2 separate regions of the Mus musculus genome follow, and region 1 is linked to region 2. Evidence: chromatin contacts called from public Micro-C data. All regions are on one chromosome and are shown on one strand. Each heading gives the region's core, a stretch centred on a gene start, on an enhancer-like site or on the middle of the called end of the contact. The rest is flanking DNA. Distances are from core to core; before and after follow the strand shown. Region 1 holds the start of Naxd (NAD(P)HX dehydratase). Region 2 holds the start of Irs2 (insulin receptor substrate 2).

What was found. A called contact is a pair of places that touch in the nucleus more often than the background predicts.
Region 1: a contact with region 2 is called in a Micro-C map of embryonic stem cells, with 5 times the contacts expected there. The contact joins the promoter of Naxd here to the promoter of Irs2 in region 2. A contact is called at or near these places in 4 of 484 Hi-C or Micro-C datasets (CD4 T cells, Sertoli cells and embryonic stem cells), 2 of 115 datasets of contacts at active chromatin or transcription factors (memory CD8 T cells and microglia) and 1 of 9 other capture datasets (liver).

The regions. Positions count from the first base shown.
Region 1 is chr8:11,495,486-11,501,777 of GRCm38.p6, forward strand. It overlaps Naxd (NAD(P)HX dehydratase), which reads left to right and starts at 2,021. Exons shown (of 10, transcript NM_001190357.1): 1 at 2,021-2,141. The coding sequence starts at 2,102.
Region 2 is chr8:11,006,960-11,012,598 of GRCm38.p6, forward strand. It overlaps Irs2 (insulin receptor substrate 2), which reads right to left and starts at 1,970. Exons shown (of 2, transcript NM_001081212.2): 1 at 1-1,970. The coding sequence starts at 1,471. It overlaps 9530052E02Rik (RIKEN cDNA 9530052E02 gene), which reads left to right and starts at 891. Exons shown (of 5, transcript NR_046017.1): 1 at 891-1,052.

The sequences.
Region 1 (6,292 bases), core at 771-3,270, 490 kb after region 2:
TACTGGTGACATCTGCTCCAGTGTCAACCATTCCTTCAATCTCAATATTGTTTACTAGCATTATTAGTTTTGGCCTTTGATACTCTATAGTTTGCCAAAATATTCATTTTTGGCTCCCTTTGAGGCTTTTTGAATTGTCTATAGAACTTGTCTCAGCCTTGTCTAGTCTCAGAACTTTCTGTTCTCCTGTGAGGGGCTGCAAACATACAATGAGTCAGCACTCAGGTGATTTCCTATAAACCTTCTACCCACCTTAATTTATAAATGAAGGCTAGAGCCAGTGATTGGGCGGAGAAAGAGGGGAAGGTGGAGCTGAAGGTTTTGGGAGAGAAAGAGGGGGCGGAGACGATGGAGGAGGAGGAAGAAGAAGAAGAAGGAAAGTGGAGCAGAAGCGCCTGGTCTGGAGAAACTGCAAATTCTAAGGGGTCTCTTCTATGGGGAAGATGGTAGTGTAGTGGTAGATCTGCCCAGTCTAGGCACATAGCATGTATTCATACTAATTGAGTTGTGTTTTCATTGCCCAGGCTTTTGTGGATTGGAGATTTATCGCAACAAGGACACATATGGAGGAGAGCAAACAGAGCAAGACTCAGCTGGCAAGTAACATGGGACCTAAGGCTGAGATGTAGGTTAGACAAGCTCAGAATCTGCCCCACAGAGCACTGAGAGCCTATTGATAAAAAACCAGTTTTCTGTGTCTTTTATTCAGGAGCATCTCTAAGGGCTAGAACAGGCAGAAACACCCTATAAAATTACTGTAACAGTAACACATTTTATCAATAGTGTCACAACAACCCTATAAAATTACTGCAATAGTAACACGGTGTAACAATAGTGTCACAACGTCAAAGGGTCGAATATTCTTTAACGTTAGGTCTAAAGGAAATTCCAGTTCTCCAAACTCCAAAAGGGCAGTTCAAACATCCAGATAAGTTCAACCTGGACTGCAGAATTCCTGGGTGTTAGATAAAAGCTAGCATTCCTCAGGAATTTGTAAAGCTGCTTCCCCTAGGCTTCTGGGCAGAAAGGACAGATACATAAATAGCTACCTGTGGTGTTTCTGAGCATTTCAAAGCTCATGCTGCCCTCCAGGCTCCCTCAGTATCACAAGTTATCTGCTACACGTTTCAAAGTCCATGCTAACCTTCTCACCTCACCGCCTCCCATGCCCACCCCACCCGTTTATTCTCCTTACTGTTCTTGCTGTGTGTTCTCTCTGCTTCTCTCTATATATCCTTCATCTCCTGCTGTTCTCCCCTCTCTGATAGCCCTGGCCATGTCCAGTCTAGTTCTTTCTCTCTCTGCTCTGAACTCTCACAGATGCCTCTGTCTGGTCTCTGTCTCTGTCTCTGTCTCAATCTACAATAAAAACCCTTTGGTTAGCCATACCACAGAGAGGTCAAGACGCCAGTTTATACACTTAGGCCATCGGTTTGTGTCACTTTGTAGAAAACAACCCAGGCGGCTACTGTCCTCAGCCAGGCTTCATACAGGGTACAAGTGGAAGTATCAAAGACAGGTCAAAAGCAGTATCAAAGGCACAAGAGGCATGGGTATGAAAGAACTAAGTCAGGATGCTTTCCGGTTTGGGGGCGTAAGCTGTTGTAACCATGAGGTTGCCTATCTTACTATTGAGACAACAAAGACCTCGAGGAACCGAGGCCAGAAAATGGTTTGAGAGATGCTAAGCCTTAGACCTAGCTGTGGGACGCACCAGGGCCAAAGACATCATCTAGTTGGGCAGCACAGCTATGGACAGGCTGCCAAGGAAGCTGACCTCCAAGGGAATCGTGAACCATCAAGTTCACGAACAAAACGCTATAGAATAAAAAAGAAATAGGTCCCTAAACCGCCAAGGTTCTTCAGTGAGCCGGCTACCACAACGCTTAACCTGGGGCCAGGCCGGATTGGGTGCCTCGCTGGTCAAGCGGAGTAAGCGGAGGGTAATTGATGGACGCTGACCCTGGGGGTGGGATGAACCCGGAGTACGCTTCCGGCGGTGCAGGAAGCTGGGGCCGCCGGGCGGAGCCCAGAAGACCAATGGCGGTGGCCCGGCGTCCGCGCGGGGACACCTGGGAACCCGGAAGTGCGCTGGACCGCCATGGGAGTCCGCTGTGTGGCAATCCGCGCCTGCGGGGGAGGTAAGATCGATCCGGGCGTCCCGCGGATGGCCGTTCACGCCTGTGGGGCTGCGGCGGCCGTGGTGGCGCTGCTTTCCGCCGCGATCGCGCTCCAGTGGTCGCCGCTGTACGCAGGTACCGGCCGGGGTCGCTTCTGCCTGGCGCTTGCGCGTTCAGCGCCGGGAAGCCGGTGGGACCGGCCTGCGTGAGGACTAGGCTCCCCCCGCTCCCCCGAGTTATTGGGGGCCTATGCAGGAGATGCGGGCCGTTTCCTGAGCTGGATCGCGTCCACACACTGGCTCGACTTGCCACACCTATAGAAAGGCTTTTGAATAACCCTTTATTTAGAGACTGTTTTTCTCTTGGTAATTGCCTTTCTTTGTGCGCACTGAGGTTTCATTACTAGATTGACTTGCTAAATGTCTGGCAAAGACCTGGTAGAGTTCTGGGCTTTAGACCTTTCAACTGGCTGTGCTGGGCTGGAGAGATGGCTCAGCGGTTAAGAGCACTGAGGTCCTGAGTTCAATTTTCAGCAACCACAGGGTGGCCCACAACCATCAGTAATGGGGTCCGATGCACTCTTCTGGTGTGTGTCTGAGGACAGACAGCTACAGTGTACTTGTATAAATAAAAATAAATAAATCTAAAAAGAAAAGAAAACGGTGCTTAGAGTGAATCTCACTTAATATAAGGACTGCTGTCGCATGCTCCGGCTTAGACTTCACATTAACTTAAAGCCCTTGGGGCACAGAAGCCATGGTTGTCTTCCTCAGCCATGGTTTCTTTACGCCAACAAAATGCAGACAGGCTCGACCTGCTTTTCCAGACTCTGGATAGTCTTGGCGACAAAGTCAATAGTATTTACATTTTAAGTTCTCTCTTAATACTTCAGGGGATAAATCCACCAGGAGTGGCAGTAAGCCAACTAAAACGTGATCCAGTGTAAAGTGTCGGAAAATCTAGTCGATTCTCCTCCAGCCTTTTACTAACCGAGCTCTCTGTCTTGGTACAAAGTGCCTGACTCGTCAGGGTATCCCAACGGCATCCTATTGTGGAACAGATTCATCGTCAAGGACAGAGAGCAACATACTGTTGAGTGACAGCAAAGCAGGAAAATGCTTGTTAGTCTCAGGTGTTATCTTAGCATTCTCTCCCTGTGGGGTGCAGACTTTTGGTTTGCTGTCTGTTGCTATGTTAATCACCCTGACCAAAAGCAACCTGTGGGGAAAAGGTTTATTTCAACTTGTATTTCCAGGTCGCAGCCATCTTTAAGGGAAGTCAGGCAGGAACTGAAGCAGAGACCATGGTGTAGCTCTGTTTCTTCTGTCACCCAATGCCACCTGCTCAGGAGTGGCACTGCTTCCTGTCAGGTCCCACATCAATCAAAATCCAAGACAGCCCCCCACGGACATACCACAGGCTAACTGATCTGTGTTGTCCTCAGCTGAGACTCCCTCTTCCCAGGTGGCTCTTGGTTGTGTCAAGTTAACATAAATACTAACCATAACTAGGGGTGTGTTAACTTAGTGATATTAATTGGGAAGTTTGCCTGTTACAAGAATGTTAGGCCACGGACAAGTTAAAATAAGTAAATATTAAATATTAAACTCCCTAAAATACCCCTTGTCTTAGAACATTCCATCCTTCCACAACTGAAGTGTTCTTGAAGTGTAGGAGTGGTCTGTGGTAGATGCACCTGTTTCAAAGAACTGGGGTGGAGTCAGGTGAGGGCGGCAGTGCTGGTTGGTGGTTTGGACTTTATTTGGCATAACTTCATGACAGGTTTTTTGTTTTTTCTTTTAATTCCTCCCAAATGATTTTAGAGACCATGTGAGAGATTTTTGCTCTTTTGGTTAGTCAGGTGAATCATTGGTTAAAGAACAAGTTATTTGGCCCTCAGCTAGCAGCATTTTGGTAACATGGTGTAGTGGAACACATTGAATTCACATCTTGGTTAGCACTGAGTCAGAAAGTACAGCCAGGAGATAAAGATTGGAGACAGGTCCGAAGGACGCAGCTGCAGTTATTCCCAGAGCAGTCCCCTCCCTGCATACAAGTGGGGAGATTCCACTTGGGGGAGGGGGTTTTCCTGTTCCTAGATCTAATGTGTTTTAGGGGCTGGCACATCCTAGTTTAAGCTGTACTTTTCTAAGCATGCTCAGTTTTAGGGTATCCAAGAAGGAAGGATGCGACACGTTTCTGGGCTCCTTAGTGAAAAGTGAGGGGGTCCAAGCTCAGAGGCTGAAGATGATAGAAGCAAACCCTTCTTGCTGTGCTCATTTTGGGGTCAGAATGGAAACATGGCGAACATAAATATTTCTAGGCATGCTTAATGAATCATTATTTTGGTTGTCCAAGTCATAATGACTTTGTGACCCCGGCTGTCTCTGCAAGTTTCTCCTGATTTTAGCTGAAACAGAAGGAACAACTCTAAAGGTCCAAAGATGGAGGAGTTTGCCCCAAAGGTGCCAGCTTTGCCTAGCAGCTCTGGAACCTGTTTCCTCATCTGTACGTGGGTGGAGTTAGCTGTTAATGAGCAGTATGATCTTAAGCATTCAGCCAGACACATCTGTTTTTCACCCACAAAGACTGAGACAGCATGCTTTTGCCCAGAGTGATAGGAGGAGCTTGCAGGAGAGGAGTTTATAACAGGTGTGGACAGGTCTCAGATGGGTGAGCAGATGCTGAGGGCCGGGGGCCGGGGGAGGTGGAGGGCAGGAGTTTGCTCAGATGCCACTGTTCCTGGGACAGCCACAGACTGTCTTCCACTGCAGATCCAGGGAGATCCAGGAGAGGGCTTGTGCTGTCAGGGCCTCTGGTGAAGACAGGCCAGGCTGGGAATGTAGGTGGCTTGTAAGGTGCTGGGGGGTGGGGGGGATGAGCAGCTCAGTCTGGGTGGGAGGGAGCAGCTAGGACAGAAGGTAGCTAGCCATGACAGGCTCCTGGGACTGAGGCCGGAAGCTTCCTTGACAGGCCTGGTGGGGCCTTTCTCTGCCAGAGGTTCCCTCATGTTTTCGCATTGTGTGGGCTTTGGAGTTGATAAAAAGTGGTTGAGGTGGTGGTTACAATGCCGTCCTTACACTTGGGGCTGTGCATGTGCTTGGCGAGGTCAGGGAGATACTCCAGTCCGTAATGCACGCGCCACATAAGCATGAAGACTTGGATCCTATCTCCAACCCCTATGGAAAGTCAGGCATTGGTGTGATTGCTGTGAGCTCGCAATCCCAGTGCTGGGAGGGGCCACGGGATCCATGGGACTCAGTGCCAGCCAGTCAAGCATAAACAACAAGACCTAGGTCCTGAGAAGAGACCCTGGCTCAAAAAGTAAGGTGGACCTGAGTGATGGCTCAGTCTGTAAAATAACTGCTGATAGGTGTGTGCTGCTGGAAACACAGACGGGAGGGTCCTGGTACTTGTTGTGCATTCAATTTAGCCAAAACAAACAGCCCTGGGCTCAGTGAAGGACCCTGGCTCAAAAAGTGAGGTGGGAGCCGGGCATGGTGGCACACGCTTTTAATCCCAGCACTTGGGAGGCAGAGGCAGGCAGATTTCTGAGTTCGAGGCCAGTCTGGTCTATAGAGTGAGTTCCAGGACAGCCAGGGCTATACAGAGAAACCCTGTCTCGAAGTGAGGTGGGGAGTGACTGAGGAAAATACCCAACATTAACCTGACGCCTCTATACACACACAGGTTCACATGTGCACACTCATTACATCCTTCCATACACACACATGTTCACGTGTGCACACTCATTACATCCCTTCATACACACACAGGTTCACATGTGCACACTCATTACATCCCTCCATACACACACAGGTTCAAATGTGCACATTCATTACATCCTTCCATACACACACATGTTCACATGTGCACACTCATTACATCCCTCCATACACACACAGATTCACATGTGCACACTCCCCTCCTCTACATACACACAAAAGGAAAAATCAAGGTAGGCGACTCCTGAAGAACAGTTCCACAGTTGACCTTTGACCTTCATGTGCACATACCACCCACACCCCAGTGGAATACAGTGGAACACTTTATGGAGTAAAGTCAGGCTGCAAGAGTCTAAAATGACTCTCCTCTAAGGAGCCGAAGGCACTTTGTCCTGAGTGGATGCTTCATTTGGGAAAATAGTGTTTACGTTTTCAGGGGTCCTTAAG
Region 2 (5,639 bases), core at 720-3,219:
CGCTGGGGGAGCCCGAGGCGGAGGCACTACCGCTGGACGGACGCTGGCCTTGGGGGTGATGCAGTGGATGAGGCAGGTGCGGGTGGGAGCCAGGTGGCAGCGGGTAGGAGCCCGAGCCGTGCCCACTGCTGGAGGACAGGCTGCCTGGGCTGGTGGCTGCAGGAGGTGAGTGCGCCACGGGCATGGACATGGAGCGGCTGTGTTGCAGGGCTCCCCCTGCCGGCGCCAGAGTCACTTTGCTCGGGCGGCCTCCGCAGCCGGCGCTCAGGGTGTGCGAGCGGCTAAGGGGCGCGCGCACCGGCCCGGGACTCAGGGGGCTCCCTGCCACCGACATCGGCCTGCCTCCTGCCGTCCCGGCCCCGCCTGCCGCGCCGCCGTCGCCCTCGCTGGCCGTACGAACCCGGCACGAAGTGCACTTGGCTGCTGGGGGGGTGGCCGCCAGGCTGTCAGTGCGCGAGCGGCGCACCAGGCCGGTCTGGCTAGGGGGTAGGTTGACTAGGTGGTGGTGGCGGCGCGCGCCCGGCACGCTGATGGGATGCGTGGCTGACGACCCGGACGACTGACTCTTGCTGCGAGGCCGGAACTCGAAGAGCTCTTTGAGTGCCTTCATAGCTTCTAGGATGGTCTCATGGATGTTCTGCGCCACCACCGAGTCGTCGGCTTGCATCCACAGCTCCCCGGGACCGGTGACGGCCGAACGGCCCACCTCGATGAAGAAGAAGCTGTCCGAGTGGCCGCAGCGGCGAATGTTCATAAGCTGCAGCGTCACCGACGGCTGTTCGCAATTGAGCTTCACGAAGCCGATGGTGCGCGCAGACAGGCATAGGCGGTATACACCAGTCAGGTTCTTGCTCTGGCCCAGTCCCTTAGGTTTCAGGTTCACCTGCCACACCTCGCGGTAGACGGCCGTGGCGGGTGTCACGAGCCCGTAGTTGTCATCGCAGCCAGCGGCGCCCGCTGAGCCGCCCAGGACGCCCGGGAGAGAGGCGCTGCAAGAGCCTCCGGTGGTGCCCGAGCCCCCCTCGCCAGAGCGGCCTTCGCTGACCAAGTCGGTGAGTGCGCGGTACCAGCCCTCCTGCTCCTGCTCGTTCTCCGCCGCTACAGCGAAGTACTCGTCCTTGGTGTAGAGGGCGATCAGGTACTTGTGCTTGGCGTCCGCGCGCTTGTTGATGTTCAGACAGCAGTCGAGCGCGATCACTCGCTTCGGCGCGCCCGCCTTGCTCCTCCACTTCTTCTCGCTCTCGTAGTACTCCAGCCGCGGAGGCTGCGGCGGCGACCCCCCAGCCGCGGATGCCTCGTCGCCGCCCGTGCCGGGGCCGCGCAACACGAAAAAGCGCTTGTGGCCGTGCTTCTGCTTGCGCAGGTAGCCGCACTTGCGCACGCTGTGGTTGTTGTTGTTGTTGTTGTTATTGAGGTTCGGGCCGTCCCCGCCCGCCGACGCGGGGGGCCCAGGCAGGGGCGCGCTAGCCATCGCCGCCGCTTCAGGTCTCTCTGCCCGGCTGGGCGAACAGGGGATGGCGAGGGCCGAGGGGCGCGGGCGGGGGCGGCTCCCCGCCACCCGTCGCCCGGCCGCCCGGCCACGCGCGCGCGTCCCCCGGGCCCAGGCGGTGGGCTAGGAGGCGCGCGCGGCTCGGTGGCGCAGGGCCCTCCGCCGCTCCGAAGGATGCTCGGTGCGGGCGATGGCCACCCCCCCGCTTCGACTGTCCGCTGCCGCTGCTTCCCGGGCTCTCGGGCGGCGCCCGGGGACTGGCTGGCTGGGTCGAGAGTCGGGGTCCCCGAGTCGCGGGGCCGAGCTTAGAACGCGCGCGGCCCGTCTGCTGCCACCGTTCTGCACTGCGCGACGACGGTCTGCGTCCGGACACTCGGGGCCCACACTGCCACTGGGGCCGCTGCTGCCGTTGCTGCCGCTGCTGCTGCTGCCACCAACGACGACCCGGGCTTGTCGCGGTCCCCGCCGCACAGTGAGTAACACATCGCGCACCGAGTGACTGAACTAAGAGCAAAACAACACGTGACTCTGCGTTACGCAGGCACACTCGCGCGGACGCCCCGCCCCGCAGCCCTGCATTGGCGCCGCGTTCCCCGACGGACAGCGAGACGGACCAATGAGCGTGAGGCACGGGGGGGGGGGGGAGGCGGACCGACACCGGGCTGCGTTTCCCGCCGTCCCCTCCCTCCCCCTCTCCGAGGCCGGGCCGGGGCTCGGCGGGGGCCGGGCCGGGCTCATTAATCAGGGGCTCGTTGTGGATGCGGGCGGGGGCGATGCCACCCAAGGCGGGAAGCCCGCCGTGGAGAAGGCGGGTGCGGGGTTTGTGCTCCCGCCTCGCGTCCCACTAACTGGCCCCAGGCTTCCGCCGCGGAGGGGGAACGGGGGCGGGAGGTCGGATCTGGTGCGGGGCGGCGGTCGGACCCCAGCAGCCGGGGTGGGCGCGCGGCGCAGGGCGGTGCCCGCTGTGGGTGGCAGGCGCGCGGCCCGGCTTGTTTACGAGCATCGTTGCCCGCGAGCTCCGGGTCGATGGCAGCTCGGTGCCTTTTCCCGGCGGCGAGCCGATCGAGGGGCGCCCCGGAACCCGCCCCACCCTCCGCAGGCGTCCGCCCCCGGCCGTGGGCTCTTTCCGGGGCGTCATCAGAGCCATTCACTTGTCAGGTTCCCGGGAAGTGGAAGTCGCCTGTTCTGGATGTAATAGGAGAGAGGAGGAGGGCGTGCTGGCGTAGGAAAATGCGGTTTCCATAGTGCCGGGAAAGGGCGGGCCTGGGCGGGAGCGGGGAGCTGGGAGCGAGTGCTGGCGGGCGTCCTCCCCACGCCCCGCGCCCTCACCGCTCCCGGCCCGCGCCCCAAACCGTGTTCACCCAGCACCCGGGCTATGGGCGGGCGTCGCCGAACCTAGGAGCGCGGCCGCGGGCACAGCGCCAAGCCAAAGATGCCCTTGAACTGCTGCTTTGAATTTCTCTATCTACGTGGCCTTTGTGACTTTCAAAGTCGAGGGCAAATAAGCACCTGCATGTCTTCTCTCCTAACTGACAGCGTGAGGGCCGCTAGGAAGGGCAATGGTCCGCGCTCACGGAAGGCGGGCTTGGAACCCTGCTCTGGATGCGTAAACAAAACAAACCCTTGCCCATCTAGGGAGAAAGTATCTAAATGAAACAATTCAGGACCAGAGTTTATCTTACAATTTAACCTTGGTTATTTTGTTCTGAGTCCTGGAAGTTCGCGGTGGAATGCCCTGCATAATTTACAAATCATTGTAGCAATTACAATGACATGTTTAAGAAAAATAATTGCACAGTGTGATTCTGAAGACCATAGATGCTTTACCCTTTGTGTAAACTGTGCCTTAAACACCCTAATGATGAATTTGTGCCAAGATAACCCAAGCCGATATTGGACCTGCTCTGTTTTTAGCTTGTATGCGGCTATGATTATGATTATTGATGAATAGCAAAAGCCTGGGGAAAACCATCCATTAGTAAATATCATCATAAAATTAACCTCAAAAGGGTGTGTTGAATTGGGTCTTCCATTTTAAATTATACTCTTTAAAAATAAAGGACCAGTAGATGCCACTGTTAGCGTCTCTACGTGTGCAAGGGTGTGTGGCTACACACCCTCGCACACATATCCCTCTATGTGCAAGCTGTGGTTGTGAGTGTGCCAAGCACACGGTCTTGTGGTCGTTGGCTTTTATGCCGCCTCTATCACCAAGCATTATCGCTAACCAGAAGAAACGTAACAACACGACAGGATTTTTATCTTGGAGCTCGAAGAAAATGTGGCTCGATTTTTATTGATTGTGATAATTTACATCCCACTTTATGAGACACATAAATGAGCCTGTGTGTTCTGTAACCTGAAATAGCGCAGGACAAGAGGCCACAGCGTCAGTACCCTATGCTTTTCTTTGAAAAAAAAAAAAAAAGCACCATTTTTGCTTTCTTTTTTTATTCTGACTCTCAATACAAAATTAGATTTTTAGGAATGCATTGAGTGCTGACGTTCTGTGTCCAGTGGAGCCTGGCCAGTAGCAGCTTTGTTTTCCTTGGGGCTGTGTTAATGTTGCCTACCAGGGATCAGAAGCAGGTGACCTGTTGTGTGCTGCCCCAGTCACCAAGCTAGCAGCACAGGAGGGGTCAGGGGAGGTACCAGCTCTGTCAGTCGTATCTGCTCTCGACGAGGTGACGGGCCTCTCTCTTTACAACAAGGTGCTTGTTATTCTTCTGCCCTGGAAGCTCCAAGGGCAAAGTCAGAGAGGCTCCCACTCTATTAGAGAGCGAGCGCCCACCCTCGGAGCAACCTGCTTTCTCTCCTTCCTGCTGCCAGATAAGCTGCTTATTTACTGGAAGCCGGTTGTGTATCTTGGGATTTTCCAACTGTTCTCTCATACTTTTTCAGTACTAGTCAGCTCCTAACATCTGTCCACGTGCTGTGCTCACGGGGACTGGGTGCCATGTACCTGGCCTGTTGCCAATAAACAGCCTGGCTGCAGCTTTTCCTCCTGCCTTTTGATCTTTTCCTTAGAATCCTTCTTTTCCTTTCACAGCTGACAAATGACCATAAGGTTTTGTTTGGTTATTTTTTGATTGTTTTGAGACAGAGTTTCTCTGAATAGCCCTGCCTGTCCTGGAACTCACTCTGTGGACTAGAGTAGCCTCTAGGTCTGAGATCTGCCTGCCTCTGCCTCCTGAATGCTAGGATTAAAGGTGTGTGCCACGGCTGTTTACCAAGGAAGATATGGGATTTTATTTTTAATAAAAATTCATGTAATTTTGCTTCTTTTATTAAAGATAGCCTTTCAGGAATAAGTTAAGTATTTTCATTAAGTTCTTAATTGTATAAATAGGTAAAATGCATTTAAAATTCATGATATAAATACTATTACCAAAATGAATCATAGATTTTTTTTCATGTAGAAAGGCTAGTATAGGAGAAAAGTATATAGTTTTAAAGTTTTTCTTTAATTCTTCATGCATAATGTGTCTGACAGAATTTTATGTCTAAGTCAACTTTGAAAGCTGACTAAGCAAATTGTCAAGTGGACTGCTACATGGCCAGTGTGAACAGCCCTCACTTAAAATGTGTTCCAGGAAGCCTAACAATAGTTTATGTTGGCAAGTCTGTTTCCCCTTTAGAAAGGATGGCATAGTTGGCCCTGTTACACTGACCTCAGTAACTTAGTTCACAAGTATATTCAAAACATTTGCATTTCTGATGAATGAACCTTGAGCAGACTTTTGCCCATCTAGGATTAATAGGGAGACTTGCTGCATTTAATGAGCCCCCCCTCGCATCTCTTTGCTAGTATGTTTCAACTGAAATTACACAAGAATTTTGTAATATGTGAACTCTGTGTTTGCAACAGGATAACTTCTCGGCAAGAATGTAACTGTTGTCTACCTCACTCAGTATCTGTGCTTGGAAGTGCCAACAGCTCAACAATCAGAACGTGTAAAAACTCAGCAGGCAAAAACAGGTGAAGCTCTATTAAGTTCAAGGTCAGCCTAGTCTACTCACAGCCCAGTCATGTCTCTTAGTGAGACCTTGTCTCAAAAATGAAACAAACAAAAGAGGAGAAGAAGGAGGAGGAGAAGGAGGGGAGGAAGGAAGGAAGGAAGGAAGGAAGGAAGGGAGGGAGGGAGGGAGG